Linked DNA regions of Oryctolagus cuniculus: region 2 is linked to region 1. Evidence: chromatin contacts called from public Micro-C data. All regions are on one chromosome and are shown on one strand. The core of a region is the stretch at or near the end of the contact, and the rest is flanking DNA. Distances in the headings are between cores, read along the strand shown.

Evidence for each region. Hi-C and Micro-C count contacts between places; a contact is called where the count stands out from the background.
Region 2: a Micro-C map of ear pinna shows a contact between it and region 1, with 4 times the contacts expected there. The contact joins the promoter of SH3RF1 here to the promoter of CBR4 in region 1. A contact is called at or near these places in 3 of 6 Hi-C or Micro-C datasets (ear pinna, psoas muscle and an unstated tissue).

The regions. Positions count from the first base shown.
Region 1 is chr2:51,598,158-51,601,731 of mOryCun1.1, forward strand. It overlaps CBR4 (carbonyl reductase 4), which reads right to left and starts at 1,981. Exons shown (of 6, transcript XM_070068283.1): 1 at 1,533-1,981. The coding sequence starts at 1,674.
Region 2 is chr2:51,901,607-51,905,180 of mOryCun1.1, forward strand. It overlaps SH3RF1 (SH3 domain containing ring finger 1), which reads right to left and starts at 1,773. Exons shown (of 12, transcript XM_017338128.3): 1 at 1,519-1,773. It overlaps LOC138848463 (a long non-coding RNA gene), which reads left to right and starts at 1,214. Exons shown (of 3, transcript XR_011386269.1): 1 at 1,214-1,388.

The DNA of each region.
Region 1 (3,574 bases), core at 731-3,230:
CACCTGGCCCAGCCCTAACGATTGCCACAATTTGGGGAGTGAACCAACAAATCAAAGATCTGTCTCTCATTCTCTCTTTAATTCTGCCTTTTAAGTAAATAAGTAAACCTTAAAAATATAATAAGATGTAGAATTTTTCAAACTGCCAATTTTCTGCCTGAACTTGCCATATGTGGATCCTAACACTACACCCTCAGGCCTTTGGAAACAGTAAGTCACTTGAGAAATCACATTCTCTAGGTAAAAATCAAACACAGCACACATAATTCAAAGCATCACTTTAGGCTTTCACATAAAGACTTATTGGGCTCACAGCCACCCTTGAACGCTCAGCCAGATTATTAACCTTGTCCGCCGCACATGGATGTCCTGGGGTGACTAGTAAAAAGCTCTACTTTCTCTCTCTTGTCAGAATTGCAATGAACATGAGCTGCAAGAAGCATTCATTGAAATGGGCCATAAAATCAACAACGTTATTTTAAACCTAGGAGCCAGCAGCAGGGACTCTGGCACAGCCGCACCTTGCGTCAGTGGCATCCCACATGGGAGTGCCAATTTGAGCCCCAACCGCTCTGCGCATCTGCCTGAGATACAGCAGGTGAGGGGCCGAGGACCTGGACCCCCCCCCCCACCAACCTGGGGAGACCCGGATGCAGCTCTGGCTCCGGGCTTTCACCCGGCCCAGTTCCTGTTACAGGCACTTGGGGAGTGAACCCGCAGATAGGTTACTCTGCCTTTCAGATAAACAAATAAACCTTTTAAAAAATAAAACAGCCACCAAAATACATCCCGACCTCTATTCTCCCCAGTGTCTCCCTGCCAGTAAAAGCCGTTTGCTTCTGTCCATTACAGTACCTAAAGAAATAGCATCATCTTAGTATCTTTCTAATACCCAACGTCTCCCACTACCAAGACCGCAATTCGCCGAACCAGACTGATTCACTGTTAATAAGCAGAAAAAGGTTTAAGTTTGGATGCAATACAAGAATCCGGCCAAATTTCGATTGTCCCACTGACCCAAACAATGTTATCACTCATCAAAGTTTGCTTAGGGATGTAGGCAAGCCAGCCAGGCCTATCTCAAAACCGGCTGGGACTCAAAAGGGGTTTCTCTTTGAAACACAGCTTTGTAGGTTCGCACAAGAGCACAAACTGCCCTCAGCAGAAAGCAAGCGAGCAGTCCACACCTGGCCCGCCCACCTTTCCTGCTGGAACGGCGCCCGCCCAGCGCCCGGGAGCCAGTCCTACCAGACTCCTACCAGACGCCAAAACAAAGCCGCTTCTCACGGTTAACACGAGCCGCAGTGCTTAGTAGCGGGACTCTACAAAGACTGCAACGTCTCAAAGAAATACCCAAGTGCTCAGTCCTGGGCGGCCGGCAGCGGGCATTCTGAGAGGTACCGCGAGGCAGGCAGGGGCCGCCCAAGCCGCCCTCGGGCCAGGGGAGCACCTGCCGCACGCGGCTGACTCGCTACACCTGCGAGCGACCACCGCCAGACTCGCTCGCTTCAGGACTCCAGTCGGGTACCTACCGCCGAGCTCGGCGGCGGCGGCCTTAGCCGCTTCCAGATTTCTGGCGATGAGAGCCAGTCGGTAGCCCTTAGGGGCCATTAACTGGGCCACCGCCCTGCCAATGCCCCGCGAGCCCCCAAAAATCGCACAGACTTTGTTCATCTTGGACCCGGCAGTCGCAAACTCGGAGGAGAGAAGAGAGCTACAAGCCTGGCCCCTCTCAAGTTCCCTCGGGCTTTTAAACAACCGCGGCTCCAGAAAATTTAGAAAGGTCAAGTCGCTACAAGAAGACCCTTCTCCACGCCTACAGCCTGCCTGTCTCCAACGACCCAGGAAGCTGCGGACAAGCGCTTAACAACACGGCCAAAGCACGCTCACGTGGACACGCACTGACTCCCAGGCGTCAGCGCGCCGACGTCAGCACGCACGGACTCCCGGGGCTGTCCTGGAGGACGCGACCTGAGAGCCCGACCCACAAAGGACGATCCCGAAAGGCGGTGCCTCGCTGCATGCTGGGACTTGAAGTCTTGACGCGAGAAGCCCAGAAGCGCGTGCGCACTGCTGAGTGGGCCCGGTCCTAGCCTGTGTCTCTCCCCTGCGACTTAAAGGCGGGCGTTGGCCTTAGAGTTCCTGTGACCGGTCGTCTTTGTTGGTTGGGAATTAGCAGGATAGTCAGGACTCAACTTTCCCAGGCAAGCCGAGACCAATTGATCTGCGTAATTAGCACTTAAGTGCTGCACTGTGAGGCGTGGGCTACCTTTCACCCTGATTTTACCTTTGGCTGCAGACTTGAGGTTCTGCCTGTTGAAGGAGCGGTTCCCGAGTGTCAGACCCACACAACACCTCTCCTGCCGGTTCCTTCGCCACGTTGCTGCAGAGACGGGCCTCTTGTCTCCCGCATGCCCCTTAAAGGGTGTTGTGAAGACGAGTGCAGAAGCTCCAAGAATGTTAATTGAATGAATAGACTTTCAAGGACGATTTAGCAAGCTCAGGCTGCTGAGTGTAGACAAACGAAATGGGCCCCTGTCATCCCAAATAAGATGTGCTGAGTGCTGTAAAAATGGGTGACATGTGTTAGAATTATGACCCAGAAAGGAAGCATTGCTTATACAGAAACTTTGCGCTAACTGGGTCCCTACCACTAAAAAATATGTAACTAAGAAAACAGGACTGATACTCATGAAACCCTAGGGAGCATCCTCAAAATCATATTTAATAAAGAGCAAAATTATATTAACACAAGAACTCAAAGAAACAATAGGTCAATAAAGAATGAAAGTGCTTGGAAAAGTTGGGCTTGAGGGTTACGTGAGGTTTAGGGGAAAAAGGGAATGGCAGACTATAAGAAATTGGGCATTATGTTTCAATTTTTTTATTCCACCTAGATTTGAAGATATAAACCACTTGCAAAATGCAAGCCTAAATGATTTTAAAAGGCAAAGAGGAAGGGCCCGCACTGTGGCGTAGTAGTTAAAGCCGCCGCCTGCAGTGCCGGCATCCTATATGTTCGCCAGTTTGTGTCCCAGTTGCTCCACTTTCTATCCAACTCTCTGCTGTGGCCTGGGAAAGCAGTGGAAGATGGCCCAAATCCTTGGGCCCCTGCACTCACCTGGGAGACCCAAAAAAAGCTCCTGGCTCCTGGCTTCAGATTGGCGCAGCTCTGGCCTGCAGCCAACTGGGGAGTGAACCAGCGGATGGAAGACCTCTCTCTGCCTCTCCTTCTCTATCTGTATAACTATGACTTTTTTTTTTTTTAATTTTTATTTTTGATAGGCAGAGTGGACAGTGAGAGAGAGAGAGACAGAGAGAGAAAGGTCTTCCTTTTTTGCCGTTGGTTCACCCTCCAATGGCCGCCGCTGCAGCCGGCGCACCGCGCTGATCCGATGGCAGGAGCCAGGATCCAGGTGCTTTTCCTGGTCTCCCATGGGGTGCAGGGCCCAAGCACCTGGGCCATCCTCCACTGCACTCCCTGGCCATAGCAGAGAGCTGGCCTGGAAGAGGGGCAACCGGGACAGAATCCGGTGCCCCGACCGGGACTAGAACCCGGTGTGCCGGCGCCGCA
Region 2 (3,574 bases), core at 523-3,022, 300 kb after region 1:
GCATTGTTATCTGGGGAAAAAGTTCACAGAGAAGCCAAGAGCTGAAAAGTACACAGCAGTGCTTCCTCTGCATGGTGTAGTTTTGCTTTTGGATGTGGTTCCTCAACTACAAAGTCAATGAAAACAAAATGGGCCTTTCAAACAATTCAAAATTAATCCCTAAAGATATAGAGGAGTTTGCTGTGCAGAACAGCTATGAAGCATTATACAGGATCCTTGCAATAAACAGGATTTATGAAGTGCAATTAAGAACATAATTTCTTCAGCTCTGAAAATGATATTAAGTCTTCAACTCATAGAATAAGCTGAACAGAAGCAATCAAAAGTTTCCTCTGCCTGAAATCGCTTTTAAATCCGAGGAAGTTCCCAATTTTTAAGTCACTTTGGCATCTTAGAAACCATGCTTCATGTGATCTTTGTGGTAAATGACCCCAATATTAAATACATATGTTTCTTCGACGCTCTTAAAAATACAACTACTTAATCTTGCCCAACCAGAAAGAGCTGAAGGTTGACAATTCTAAGGACACAACTAGAGACTTGCTGGAAAGCAGCTAAAATGCACATAAAAGCACCCTTCAGAGCAGTGGTGGACGGATTTCTGAACGGCCTGTTCTAATCCCATTCAGAAAATCTGGCCAAACTGCCACCAAAAGAATTTGACAATGGAATGCTGGACTGAAAACTGTGAGCATAATAAGAAAATGGGGCCATTCAGGAAAAAGCATTTAAACCTGTTACTGTGCCGCTCTTTCCCCCAGCCACCAAAATAAATGTAAAACGTGAATACCCAGGAGAAAGGGGGTAAAAAGATTTGGATGGAAGCATTAACAGCTGTTCTTGACAAAGTGAGGCCGGGAGGGAGCTACAGGGCTGCGCCTCCCTCCCACGCCGCACGCACAGGTACTGCCCGAGCCCGCGGGGAGGCGCGGCGGCCGCCCGCCGCAGACACACCCCGGAGCCAGGTGTCGCCAGCGCCCGGGCAGGGGCGGACTTGGGCTGGGGCTGCGGCCCGGGCCGTCGCGGAACGGGGCTCTCCAAGAGTCAGCCCCACCTCCGCCTCCCTTCAGGTCAAGCCAGGGACAAAAATCCCACCCCACCCCACCCCCCACGACTGCTGGAAGTTTTCAAGGAGTTAAAAATAAATGCGCGGCCTTAAGTTGCGAAACTCAGCCCTACAAAGTACCACGGAGAAACAGATCTATAACCCCGCAGAGATGAGGCGAGAGTCCCCAGGGAGATGGAGCCATCCGGGAAGCAGGGGGTGCTGGGCTGCGCCCCGGGAGACCGCGGCACCGAGCCCAGGCTGCTTCCTGCCGGGAGACGGCAGCGAGGCCGCGGGTTCCGTGGCCGCAGGTCCGGACTCCTGGCCCACGGAGACCCCGAAGGTGAGGGGACAGAGCCTGACCAGTGCAGGGGAGCGAGAACGCCCAGACCACCGTCTCCTCCGCAGCGACCCGCAGAGAGGGTCCGCCGACGCCGCGTCCCCGCCAGCCCCGCGGCCGCCGCGCGCCCTACCTCGCGCCTCGGCTCCTCCTCTTTGTTCGCAGCCCCGCAGCGGCGGCGGCGGCCGATGCAGATGCGGCCCCGCCGCGCCCGCCGCTCGCAGTGTCTCTGACGCCGCGGTGGCACCGGGAGACTCCTCTCTGCTGCCCCCCTCACGCGCGCACACACCACGCCGCCGCCGCTGCCGCCTCCCACTTTCCCAGCCAGGGAGGAGGAGGAGGAGGAGGTAGTGGAGGAGGAGGCCGAGCCGCAGCCGGCGCCCCGGGCGCAAGGGGGCGGCCCCGCGCCACAGCGCCTCCCCCCGGAGCGGGCGCCGCACCTCTGGGAGGCGCCCGGCCGCCGCGCCTTCCTCCTGCCGCTGAGGTACCTGCGCGCCGGACCCCGCTGGCTCCAGGGCCGGGGTGGGGGGCAGTGGCCTTAGGCGACGCTGGGAGAGCCGGGAGTCGGGGAAGCGAGGACCCCAGGGGGCAGCGAGGAGGAAGGGTTTGGGACAGACGCCTTTTCCCTGAGGGAAAAATGGAGCTGAAAAAAATGGAGCTGCCGAGGGAGGGAAGGAGGCGGCGGGAGTGGCGGCTGAGTGAAGATGAAGGAGCCACGGGGCTTGGACTGGCTGCGTTATCCTCCTGCCCAGCGGCGCCGGGCGACCCGGGACAGTCCGTTCTCTGGGCGAGAGCGGCTGCGGCGTAGGAAAGGCTGGGTTCGGCGGGCGGGTGGGAGCCACCCCGGCAAGAACCGGTCCCATTTTCCCTTTGCGTCTGCCCGTCGGGCCCCCGGATACTTGCTTGGTGGAGCAAGGGCAAAATGTTACCCCTCAGTTCCCGGCGAGGCGAGGCGAGGCTCGTGGAGTCGGTGGGGGCAGCCCGAGGACAGCTGTCCAGCCGCCGGGCCCCAGTCTCGGGACGAGAGCCAGAGCCAGCCTGGAGGATCACTGGCCTGAACGGTCACAACCAGAGGGGAGAACACTCGTGCGGGTTTAAAACTCAGCCTTGGGAGGCTCTGCTATACCTGCCCTACAGGGGAGCATTCAAAGTGGCACCTCCGGCGAGCTGGCACCGTGGAGCTAGCTGAGGGACACCTCTTTCATCTGCGCCTGGGAGGCCTCCGTCGGCATGGTCGCTGTAACCTTTGTTTTCGTTGCTCCAGGCACACACCTGTAAACTCCGAAGAAGAGTTTGGAAAAACGTGTTGTCCACAGGAGTTAGGGTTTGTTTTTCAGACTCAGTTCAGAGAGAAAGCAAGTTAAAGGTGTCGTTGATCTCAAAGTTGTTATTTTATTTGCATTTTCTGTTAACCAACCAAAAAGTATGCCAAATATCCTTTCTCAAATGTGAGCATAAACTAGATGAGGACCAGGAGACGGAGGTATAGAGACAAATTGTGCAAGAAATCCCTGAGAGGCCATCAACCAGGCTGACAGTTTGAAGAGGAATCAGATTATCCTCTAGTCTCCTCCAGGGCCACAGCTAAACCATTCAAGACAAATGAGGGCCCTCTAAGTAAGAAAAAATTGTAACAACTCAAAAATTATCCTCACTAGGAGCCAGGCACTCTGCAAAACATTTTCCATGTATTAATTCAGTTCTCACAGCCATCTTCCATGTCATCCTTCTTCAGCTTTGTTCTAAGTAGATTAATATGCTGAGAGTCATACAGTGTGAACACCAAAAATAACAGCCCACTTCTCCCTCCATTGGAAATGAGTAAGTGTACATGAATTTGAGCTGAGAAAGACGAGGGGACTGAATCGGATGGAGAATTCATAATCCAATCATCTGTAAACAAGGCATTCTGAAAGTGATTGGTTAGGCCATACAGTTCTGCAGCTGAAACTGCAGGTGAAGAGGAGGCTAGCTGGAAAGTTAGTGAACAGATAAGGATTCAGGATTCCTGTATTCACTTTACAGTCATTAAGACTGAAGCTCAACTAGATTAACTTCCTTCCCCAGGCCATAAAATAAATAATGTTGAACCATGAGTCAGCCTTAACTCTTTGGATTCCTCGTCCAGTTTTCTTTCTGCCGAACTAAAGCCCTATCTTTTGCACATCACCACCATATCCCCTACCCCA